Linked DNA regions of Sus scrofa: region 2 is linked to region 1. Evidence: chromatin contacts called from public HiChIP or PLAC-seq data. All regions are on one chromosome and are shown on one strand. Each heading gives the region's core, a stretch centred on a gene start, on an enhancer-like site or on the middle of the called end of the contact. The rest is flanking DNA. Distances are from core to core; before and after follow the strand shown.

Region 1 (5,481 bases), core at 2,218-4,717:
TAGTCAGATTTGTTTCTGCTGTGCCATAACAGGAACTCCCAACATGTTAGGTTTTTTTCCCTTTTTTTTTTTCTTTTGTCTTTTTAGGGCTACACCCGAGGCATATGGAGGTTCCCAGGGTAGGGATCGAATTGGAGCTATAGCTGCCAGCCTACGCCACAGCCAAGGCAACACCATCTGAGCTGTGTCTGCAACCTATACCACAGCTCATCGTAATGCTGGATCCTTAACCCACTGAGCGAGGCCAGGGACCGAACCCCATCCTCATGGATACTAGTTGGGTTTGTTAACCAATGAGCCACTATGGGAACTCCCAAATGCGTTAGTTTTGGGAGTTCAAAAACAGATTTGCAAATAATAATTTTAAAAACACCTGGTGGAATCTATACACTTACCCAAAAATCCTTAGGAAGGAGTTCCCATTGTGGCTCAGTAGTTAATGAATCCAACTAGGAACTATGAGGTTGCAGGTTTGATGCTTGACCTTGCTCAGTGGGTTAAGGATCTGGCATTGCTGTGAGCTGTGGTGTAGGTCGCAGATGCAGCTCGGATCCTGTGTTGCTGTGGCTCTGGCGTAGGCTGGAGGCTACAGCTCCGATTCAACCTCTAGCCTGGGAACCTCCATATGCCACAGGAGCAGCCCTAGAAGAGGCAAAAAGACAAAACAAAAAATTAAAAAAGCCTTAGGATGCTTCTTTAATATTATATTTAATACTTTATACCAATTTTCAGAGGGGAACGGGAAACAGATATCTGTATTTCTAATATTTATTTATTTATTTATTCTTTTTAAGGCAGCACCTGCAACATATGGAGTCCCAGTCTAGTGGTCAAATCGGAGCTGTAACCTCTGGCCTATACCCCAGCCACAGCAATGCCAGATCTGAGCCATGTCTGCGATCTACAGCACAATTCATGGCAATGCCAGATCCTTAACCCACTGAGTGAGGCCAGGGATGGAACCTGCGTCCTCACGGATGCTATTCAGATTAATTTCCACTGAGCCAGGACAGGAACTCAAAGATTCCTTTTAGAGGGTTCTACTGGCATATGTGTAGTGCTAACGTCTGGCCTACCTCTCATCCGGGATCTGCTCTAAGGGAGAGCTGGAGGAGGACACCCATGCTATGCCTCTAAGGGAAGCAGTGAGCCTGGCCTGTTATACACCACTAAATACTGGTCAATTAAGAATATGGGCAGGAATGGGCGTTCTCTTGTGGTGTAGTGGGTTAAGGATCTGGCATTGTCACTGCAGTGTCTTTGGTTGCTGCTAAGGCATGAGTTTGATCCCTGGCCCAGGAACTTCCAAATGCCACAGGCATGGCCAAAAAAAGAAAAGAATATGGGTAGGAATGATGTTTTGTATGGCTACCAAATTCAGCCTCAGCAATTACATTATGCTTCCTTTTAAAAATACATGGGGATTCCCTTTCTGAGTCTATTTCATATCCCTTTCAAATATGACTGCATTTCCTAAATCTTTCCTGTGTTGGGTAAAAACACCTTTTCACATGCCTACTGTCTGGTTTTTGTAGATTCATTTTAGCTCTGGATAGAATAATCAAATTGGCATTTAATTTCCTAACTTTTGTAAGTTTTCTCTGCCAAGGTAGCACATACCCTGGGGGATTAGAGTTTAGGTGCGATCAGGTTTTTTCATTAGGAATGAGTAGAAGTGAGAAAATACACTCATTAAACACCGAAGGCTTAATATGTGCAAGATCTGTCATGAGAGCTTCATACACGCTGCCTAAATTTTCCTGAAAATGTAAGGTGGGCTGTATCATTCCCATATTTGAGATATGGAAACAGAGGCCCAGAACTTAAGGGCCTTCTCTAGAGCTAGAAAGGTATTTGCCCTGTTTTTTGCTTTTTAGGGCTGCACTTGCGGCATATGGAGGTTCCCAGGCTAGGGGTCTAATTGGAGCTATAGCTGCTGGCCTACACAACAGCCACAGCAACACCAGATCCGAGCCACATCTATGACCGATACCACAGCTCACCAAAAAGCTGGATCCTTAACCACTGAGCAAGGCCAGGGATTGATCCTGCCACCTCGTGGTTCCTAGTTGGATTTCTTTCCACTGAGCCACGATGGGAACTCCAAAATTTTTTGTTTTAAATATATGCTTTGTGACTTTCCTGGCTAACGGAGCTTGTTATCTTATTTTCAGTGTCCAGAGGCTGCACCCTGAATACAGGCAGGAGCTAGCAGGAGGCCTCGGGATGTTTCTAGGCTGCTTAGTGATGCTTCTTTGTCATAAACCAGTGGGTGCAGAGGCTGTTAACCTTGTGGCTAAGCGCTCAGTTTCAGGAATCACACATGCCTGGCTGGGTTTGAATCCTAGCTCAGTCATTTATAAACAGGTGTAAAACTCATGATCTCTCTAGACTTCTATTTCTCTATTTGTAAAATGGTGATATTACTAATTCATAGAGTTGTTGTGAGGGTTAATTGTGCTATGTAAAGAGCATGGCACAATTCCGGCTGTGGCTCAGCGCATTAAGAACCGGACAGAAGATACGTGAGGATGCGGGTTCCATCCCTGGCCTTGTTCAGTGGGTTAAGGATCTTGTGTTGTCCTGACCTGAGGTGCAGGTCCCAGACGTGGCTCGGATCTAGTGTTGCTGTGGCTGTGATATAGGCCGGCAGCTGCAGCTCCCATTCGACCCCTAGCTTGGTTATTTCCATACGCCGCTGGTGCGGCCCTAAAAAGATAAAAAAACACAAACAAACAAACAAACAAAAAAACTTGGCACGCTCAATACAAACAAGATGGCTGTTACTAATGATAAAGTATGCCTGCCCTTTTACAAGAATGTAACGGCCTCCCTGAGCTGAGGAGTCATCTGAGATTCTGTTTCTTCATCACCTATCCTGTGCGGTTGGAGCCCCAGACCAACGGAGAGAGGTCCGAATCAGGTACCATTTATTTCTTTTTCTGGAAGTAGTAAAGCCCTCTTCTCCGCCCTCAGCCCTGCCAGCGCTTACCTCGACGTGGTCGCCAAGCTGGGGCACTGCGGTTTGGAGGAGGCCATGACCCTAGGGCAGCCGTGCAGCCAGCACTCGCGAACTGGAAAGCCGTGCTAGTGTACAGCTCGTCGCCATGGCGACCAGTTCCCAGCAGCCCAGCGGCGGGGGCGGGGTCAAGGTTGTGTCTTGCCCCCAGCCCAGAGCCCGCGGGCTAGGAGGAAGGCCAAGTAGCCAAGATGGGGTCAGACTTGGGAATAGGGTCTTCTCAGAGTCTGTCACTACAGCAGATATGACTCTAGCGACCAGAATTGAGGCAGGAGGATAAACAGAGGCCATGGGTGAGGGAGGCGAAGTGAGAGGCCAGAATCGCGTTGCCAGCGGGAACTGTAGTTTTTGGTGTCCTAATAGCTTGGCTAAGCAGGCTTATGACTGAGTCGGTTTGTACTACATCTCCCAAAGTTCTTTACCAGCCCGAGCTAGCCTCCCTATGGAGAGCTCTGCATTCTGGGAAATGAAGTCCGAAATATGGCAGGGCGTGGCAGTATGCAAAGAGAGGTACCTAACTCGGACTCGATTTCCCTGCGGCCCGGGTTTGCTCTCCGGCCATTGGCTGAGCGGGGCGGATCTAGTCCTGTTCTTCCCCGCCCCCAGTGACACAATAGCAGCTCCCTCCAAGATGGCGGCGGCGACGGCGGATCCGGGAGCTGGGAGCCCGCAGGTTGGAGACTCCTCCGGCGGGGGCGCTGGGGGCGGGCTGCCGTCTCCGGGGGAGCAGGAACTGAGCCGGCGCCTGCAGCGCCTGTATCCCGCGGTCAACCAGCATGAGACGCCGCTGCCGCGCTCCTGGAGCCCCAAGGACAAGTACAACTATATCGGCCTCTCCCAGGGCAACCTCCGCGTCCACTACAAAGGTATCGGCCTGTTTGGCCGCGGGGGGTAAAAGGCCAGAGCGTCAGCAGGGTGGCTGTGCTGTCCAGCCCCTGCTTCATCACTTCCTTTCCCCAAGCTCCGGATTAGGCCTTAGCTCCTGTTGGGTGTTTGGGTGGTGGGCTGACCAGACCGAGGATTGGCTGCTTAGCCTACTCTGCCGTGAGACTTCGGATGTCAGGAGAACCTCAACAGGTGTCCAAACCCAGTGCTGGGTTGGACATTGCACCCAAGGCCTTCTTGCCTGTCCTGTGGTAGTTGGAACTCTCCCTGGGCCCTTCACCACTGCTTAGCTTTAAACGTCTCTGTAGACATTAGTGGTCTCATCCTCTCTATTAGCCAGAGGTGCATGAGCTTGCTTACCTGCTGGACATCTCAGACACTGCCTACGGTTCTGTGCTAAAGTTGTGGGGCCATCTTCCAGGGCTGCCTCTTCCTCCCTTAGTCTCCTAAGTGGGCTGCTTGGCTGCTTGTATTCTGGAGAGTCTGGCAGCAGCACGAGGGAATCTCTCACTTGTCACCCACCTTGCATATGCCTCCTGTGGTTTGTATGGAGACAGTGTCTCAGACAGTGCTACTGTTCTGAGGATGAGGTGGGAGGTTTGTGTGTTTGCTCAGTTGTTGTCTAATTACACCTTGGACCAGGAAAGGGCTTCCTCTGGCTATGAGGGGTGAAGTTGCTGTGGAGCAGAGAAGAATGAGTCTTCCATTTGCATTTCCTTTTGCTGAAATTTCTTTGTCCTCTCTTACTAGGTCATGGCAAAAATCACAAAGATGCAGCCTCAGTGCGCGCCACCCACCCCATACCTGCTGCCTGTGGCATTTATTACTTTGAGGTGAAGATTGTCAGCAAAGGAAGAGATGGGTAAGCCCAATACTGAGCTGTTCCTTTTGGTCAAAGTTTGAGGTCTCCTGATTGACCCTTGTGACTTGTGTGAGCTGCTGAGCTGTATGGGTCTGGGCTGCAGAGGGGATTAATAGTGGCTGCCTCTGTTACCTGGCTGTAGGCATGGCCTGGTCTAAGCAGCAGCCTTTGATGGCAGTTAGGAACCTGGTGTAGAGGAGGGGCTTCTCTTTAGTGATGACGAAATGAGGTACCTCATAGGTGAGGGAACCAAGTTTACATTAACAATTCAGTGTCCAGAATGGAGTTTCCCCATTATTGTGGGGTGTTTGTGACTTCCCTCCTTTCACACTCTTGCTGCATTCAAGGTTCCTTTTTATGGTTATTAGTCATGTAGAGGCCCCTTTAGACTTCAAAGGAGTAGTAAAGTCTTTGCAGCATTCATCAAAGCTGCGGCAGCCACTGGCCTGTCATCTTAGGGTAAACAGCATGCACATGGTCAAAATCAGGTGACCTTGCTACTCATAAACTTGTTTTTCAGTCTCGGGACTTGAACACCAGTTGGACCAGCTTTAGGAAGGTCCATATTAAAGTCAGCATTAGGGAAGCTCCCTATTTTAGGGTGATCTAAGCAGACACAGGACATCACAGGGGAGATTTGTCATTTTTCTTCCTTTTTTCCTAGTCTCTCTGTTTTTTTCCTGGTAATTGTTGTAAAACAGGTGTTTAAGTTGTG
Region 2 (6,184 bases), core at 3,205-5,704, 230 kb after region 1:
CTTCCAACCCCAGGAAGGTTTAATTACTCCTATTTTTAAGACCAAGAAATAGAGAGAGTTCCCACTGTGGCACAGTGGGTTAAGAATCTGATTACAGAAGCTCAGGTTGCTGCAGAGGGTTCAAATCCTTAACAGCAGGTTAAAGGATTCGCCCACAGCCACAGCCTGGATTCAATCCCTGGCCCAGAAACTTCCACAAGCCATGGGTGCTACCATTAAAAAAAAGGGGGGGGGGGCAAGAAATAAAAGTAGTATTTACCTCTCCGTGGTTGCAAAGTCAGTTTGAGGAGGGCAAACAGAACTCAGTTCTCAATCCCCTGGTCAGCAATCTGTCCACTACTGCATCTTGTTCTTTGGCCCCAGGTCTGCTACCATTCTAAAAGAGAAGCCCAAATCATTTTATGAACACTAACTACACACAAATATAAATATGAAAAGCAAAATGAGAGCAGGATGAAGACTGATAAAATTAGGAAAGAAACAATATACCTGCTCAAGCCTCATGTTAATAATTAAGCCACCCTGTAAATGTCTACTAAGTCAATGATAAAATATTCACATATTTTTAGACATTAGCTAAATATATAAAGAACTCAAGATTTGTGATTATTGGGAGTTCCCATTGTGGCTCAGTGGTTAACGAACCCCACTAGTATCCATGAGGACTCGGGTTTGATCCCTGGCCTCGCTCAGTGGGTTAAGGGTCCAGCATTGCTGTCAACTGTGTCGTAGGTCACAGACGTGGCTCGAATCCCACGTTGCTGTGGCTGTAGCACAGGCTGGCAGCTGCAGCTCTGATTTGATCCCTAGCCTGGGAACCTCCATATGCCGCCAGTGCAGTCCTAAAAAAAAGAAAAAAAAAACAAAAAACAAAAAACCAACAACAACAAAAAAAATCAAGCCATGCTGTAAATGTCTATTAAGACAATGATAAAATATTCCCATATTTTTAGACATTTGCTAAATACACAAACAACTCAAGACTTGTGATTATTGGGAGTTCCCATTATGGCTCAGTGGAAACGAATCTGACTAGTAAACATCGGGACGCAGGTTCCAATCCTTGCCTTACCCAGTGGCTTAAGGATCCAGTGTTGCTGTGAGCTGTAGTGTAGGGTGCAGATAAGGCTCGGATCTGGCATTGCTGTGGCTGTGGTAGGTTGACAGCTGCAGCTCGGATTTGAACCCTAGCCTGGGAACCTCCATATGCCGCCCATGCGGCCCTCAAACGACCAAAAAAAAAAAAAAAAAAAAAAAAAAAAGATTTGTGATTATTAAAGTAGTATCCCATTAAGATCCTGCAACCAAATAATGGCACATGTATACATATTTAAACTACCAAAAAATTAATTCTTATAGATGCAATAATGGTCCTTTAACAGTTTACTTCCTATCTTCAGCAAACAGTGATTCACTGATTAAGTTACTCTAAACCACAAGTGTCCAAAGATAACTATGGGAGAGCCTTCACTGACTTAAGAAAATCAGTGAAGCACAGCAATGAGATATCTTTTTTAGAGAAATACTGCAAGTATCTTAAGGTCAATTTTCTCTCTAAAATACAAATAAATGAATCATCAAGCTTCAGGCAATGGTACAGTGGAACTTACCTCCATGGCAGGGGATAGCGGAAAGAAACTCCCAGATGAAATGAAAGAGCAAGAGTTTCTAAATAATTTGGCATATGAGATACAGCTAAGAGAGAAGCCATGTCATAATTAACTAAAGTCCACAAAACTAGGCTGATATAATACTTTATCAGATAAAGCTCAAAAAATGTCTTTTTTGGAGTTCCCATGGTGGCCCAGTGGTTAATGAACCCGACTAGCATCCATGAGGACTCGGGTCTGATCCCTGAACTCGCTCAGTGGGTTAAGGATCCAGTGTTGCTGTGAGCTGAGGTGTAGGTTGCAGACACAGCTCAGATCCCGCACTGCTGTGACTGTGGCATAGGCCAGCAGTCACAGCTTTGATTCTACCCCTAGCCTGGAAACTTCCATATGCCACAGGTGCGGCCCTAAAAAGCAAAAAAGAAAAAAACAAATATCTTCTCTGTTGAAAAGGCAATTTATAATAGCATAGAGAATTAGTGAATTTAGTCCAAGCAACACTTTTGTATTGGAGATGATATATTGTCACTAACATGGCTCAAAAGGAATGTCCCTGAAAACTGAAGGGTGACTAAAAATAAGATCAAAAGTGGAAAAATGCACAAAGGTACTGCCAGGTAAGATCTGAAGATAGCAACTAGAGAAAATCTGGGGATGTTAAAAAACAAAAAGAAAACATATATATATACACACACACACACATATGGTATGCCGAATCCACACATTCAATTGTGAACCATGGTCTTCAAAGTTATATATTATTTGCCATTATTCCTTGTAAACCTTTATGTTCCTAATCAAACTATTAAATTATGACAAATTTTACCTATTTGAAGAGGTACCTAATTTTTGGCAAAAAAGCCCGAAGTCACCTGAAACAAGATAGGTAAATAAGGTAAGACAGATGGTCAACTAGGTTTCTGGTTTAAAAGAAACTAAACAGTGCTTACAAAGTAAATAATGTGAAGTAAATTTTATGCCGGCAACATCCCTGCAGCAATATACCAGCCTCTAGAAGTGCATTCTGCCAGCAGGCACCAACCACTCTGCAAGGCTCTGCTACAGGTCCTCCTCAGGGCCCTAGACGCCGTTGCTTCTGCCACGCCCAAGGAACTCCCCTAGCCCCCAGAAGTCCTTGGTGGGTGCCTTCATTTTCATGTGGTGTTTAAAGCAAAATTCTAAATTCTAATGCATATTAAAACTCTAATTAAAATCCTAATGCATATTAAGGATAACTTTTACAGCTCCTAAACTTTAAGTTGGTTGAATGGATCTCTAAAGATAACTTTTACAACTACTCTTTTTTTTTTTTTTTGCTTTGCTTTTTATTTTTTCGGGCCACACCCGTGGCATATAGAGGTTCCCAAGCTAGGGGTCTAATGGGAGTTGTAGCTGTTGGCCTACGCCACAGCCACAGCCACTTGGGATCCAAGCAACAGCTCACAGCAACACCGGATCCTTAACCCACTGACCAAGGCCAAGGATTGAACCTGCAACCTCATGGTTACTAGTCGGATTCGTTAACCACTGAGTCATGACGGGAACTCTCCCTCCATTTATTTTCTGTAAATTTAGTTTTCCAATAAAAACTAAGTACAGACCTTGGCATTTAGGAAATCTCAAAGGATAGCAACTCTGTGGACAAGATCTACAGCATTAAAAAAACAGAAATGATCTGTAAAACCAAAAAGCTGGTGACTGTATATATGGTACAAATCAATTAAGAAATAAAATATCATCTATGGAGCACAATGCTAACTTGGGAAAATAAGATTTCCTCCTAACTCAACTGCAGACTTTAATCTGTGCGGAGCTTATTTTAATAAGTAAAACATGCCACTTGCCACCCACAATTTCAAAAAGAAAGTAAAACTGAAAAGTACAAGAATGCCAAAAATTATACAAATGGCCTAATATATTAGTCAATTAAACATGATTCTATTCCTAAGCATGACAGTCCAATTGCATTTAGTTACTTAGCACAATTTTATTGTGGAGAAGGAACATAATGTTGAAAAGACTCCCCAGTTGAGGCATCTGGTGCAAAATTCTACAGATTGAGATTACACAGAGTAGACCAATCAATTTTGCTTATTAGCACCAGGCTGTTTTAATTTCCTCATAAACTTAATATAGCTTTCCTGCCCCCTCAAAAGTTAATCAATACTTTCCCCTTTCTAAAGCTACCCAAGTTGATACATCAACTGCTGCACCAGTGTATTAAGGTACCAGAATATCTGAGGAAAAAGAAAAGACTGATAATTCAACAAGCAGCTTTTTAACGACGCAAGAAGACTTAAGGACAGAGTGAATTTAACACACATGCCCTGTTTAGCCTCTTTTGCCCCCTAAAGGGGTTTAAAATTTTAACTTTCCCAGCCGATCTAAACTCAAAGAAAGCATGAAGCCTATACATATGTGAATGTTTACTTATTGCTGAACTCAGGGCTACAGGAAGGAAGTCAGCTACTAAAGAGTAGTTACATTAAGCGTAGATATTTATAAACCAACTGCAACTACTGACCCAGGATTCAATTACAACATCAACCCTCATATTTCAGCATATGGGCAAATTACCAGTGGAGTCAAGAATAAATTCATTCTGCCCTACTGGCGCTTTAGATCAGGTTGCACAATCCCGGGGCAGAACTGCCTTCGCCTAGCCCTAAAGCATCAGGTACTAAGAACTGTACGAAGTCAGCGTCAGGATGTTTTAAATTTTAAAGCAAGAGGAAAACCCAAGAGTAGCCTGAACCAATTTAGCCAGCCCATAAACCCGAATTGACGAATTAGTCACGTCACTTGAGAATGAAATTAAGTTTTGATCCCTTTGAGATCTTAGCGCAGTCAGGCTGCTATCACTGCAAGAGGAATCTGACCCTGCCTCGAGAAAAACTACTTGTTGTCGAACTCGTGCCCTTTCAGCCCACCATGGGGGGGCCGCGCCAGTCGGGTAGGGCGAAGAGCTAGTTTGGGGGCGCAGCCGGGCCAGGCGGGGGCGGCGAGCGCGCGTCCCCCCGCCCGCTCCGGCGGCGTCGAGGCGCGAGCAGCTCAGCCAGCCTTGCAGAGGGAGCTCTCGGCAGCTCTGGGGTCCCTCTGCTCGCAGCCGCAGCAGCGCCGCCTGCGCCACTCGGTGGAGACGGAGACCAGCGGCGGCGACGTGCGGACTGGGAGCGACCGCCGAGCAGCCAGGCGGCGGGGGACACTCGCAAGGCGCGGGTAAGTGCCAGGGACCAGGTGGGCTGGAGAATACGCAGCCCAAGAGGCGCTGGCAAGGGCCCGACAACCATACTAAACGGAGACCCGGCTACACGCGCGGTTACTGGGGGCCTGGGCTCTAGAGCGAAGCGGTGCGGAAGCCGGGGAGCGGAGATCGCCTCTCGGCTGGGGCCACCCGACGCGGGAGGGGCGGAGGGCAGAGGGCGGGCCACGGCCGGGGAGATCCACCGGGCCAAGAGCCGGCCTCGAGGGCAGAGACAAAGGAAGGAAAATGGAGTCGCCAGCGCGCGGGCCTCTGTAGCCGCCGCCGCCAGAGGCCTAGCGCGTCGTCAAGAGGGAGGCCTAGCGGGCGGGAGGAGTGCGGGGGGTGGGGGGGAGCCGGCCGGGCCGCGGCGGCGACGGGCAATGGCGGCGGCCGCGCCGCAGCAGGGACGGTAGAGGGAGACAAACACCCCCCGGCGGCGGCGCTGGCGCCGGGCTGCAGCCAGCGCCGACCGGAGCGGCCCCATCGTGACACCTAGAGGCGGCCCGCGAAACCTCCTCCACCCGGGGCCCCCTTACCTCCGCGCCACACCCCCCGCAGCGCTCGCTCCGCCGCCGCTCCACCGCTCCGGCCACCCGGCGTCTCTAGCCAGCTCCGCGCACCCGCACGGGCTGCCGCCGCCGCCGCTGCCGCCAAAGAAGCAGCTCCGCGCACGGTTTAATCGCTCCACAGGCTCGGACACAAAATGGCGGCGGCGCGGTGCAGTGCGCCTGCGTCGGCGCTGCCGGGGCCGCGGGTGCTGATAAGGGAAGGGACGGGTTGGGGGGGGCCGGCCGGGCGACTAGTGGAGGGCGGGGGAGGAAAGGTGAGGGGAGGGGTTGGCGCAGGGCAGCATGGGAGGCAGCCCCGGGCGCCAACTTTCAAAAGCGGGCGCGATGGCGTCACGGGACGCGCTGCGGGTCGCGTCACGCCGCACGCGCTCTCGACTCGTCCCGCGTGGGCTCTGAGGGCACCCGATGTCCGGGCACCCGCGGGGTGGGGCTTCCTGAGTAGGTGCCGTCGCCTCTGGGCGGTCCAGGAACCCGGTCCTGTTGACCTGGTTCCTTAGCTGCGGTCTCCCGCCCTGAATCAGTAAGGGCGGGGGTGGGAGGGAGGGTGTTTGGAGGAAGCGCGCGCGGGACTAGGCTGTGGGGCTGAGGCGGCTCTTGGGCGGGGCGCGGCCCCAGTCTCCGCCCTAGCCGGTCGGGACCCGCCCTCCGAGAGGAGCGCGGCACTGCTACCCGCCACCCGCTAAGGCCGGGCGGATCCCCTCTCACTCCCAGCTCCTCAGAAACGATCCAACGCCCGCGAGTCACGGCGAGCAGGGCAGTCC

What was found. HiChIP or PLAC-seq counts read pairs in DNA pulled down with a chosen protein or histone mark.
Region 2: an H3K27ac HiChIP or PLAC-seq map of alveolar macrophages shows a contact between it and region 1. The contact joins the promoter of LOC102161584 here to the promoter of TSNAXIP1 in region 1. A contact is called at or near these places in 1 of 5 promoter capture datasets (liver), 3 of 47 Hi-C or Micro-C datasets (heart right ventricle, liver and skeletal muscle) and 2 of 2 datasets of contacts at active chromatin or transcription factors (alveolar macrophages and skeletal muscle).

Annotation. Positions count from the first base shown.
Region 1 is chr6:28,426,517-28,431,997 of Sscrofa11.1, reverse strand. TSNAXIP1 (translin-associated factor X-interacting protein 1) reads right to left here and starts at 3,467. Exons shown (of 16, transcript XM_021094108.1): 1 at 2,993-3,467. The coding sequence starts at 3,039. RANBP10 (ran-binding protein 10) reads left to right here and starts at 3,615. Exons shown (of 14, transcript XM_003355780.5): 1 at 3,615-3,885; 2 at 4,655-4,766. The coding sequence starts at 3,651.
Region 2 is chr6:28,195,052-28,201,235 of Sscrofa11.1, reverse strand. LOC102161584 (proline-rich protein HaeIII subfamily 1-like) reads left to right here and starts at 4,454. Exons shown (of 3, transcript XM_021094085.1): 1 at 4,454-4,829. It also overlaps a transcript of CTCF not described here.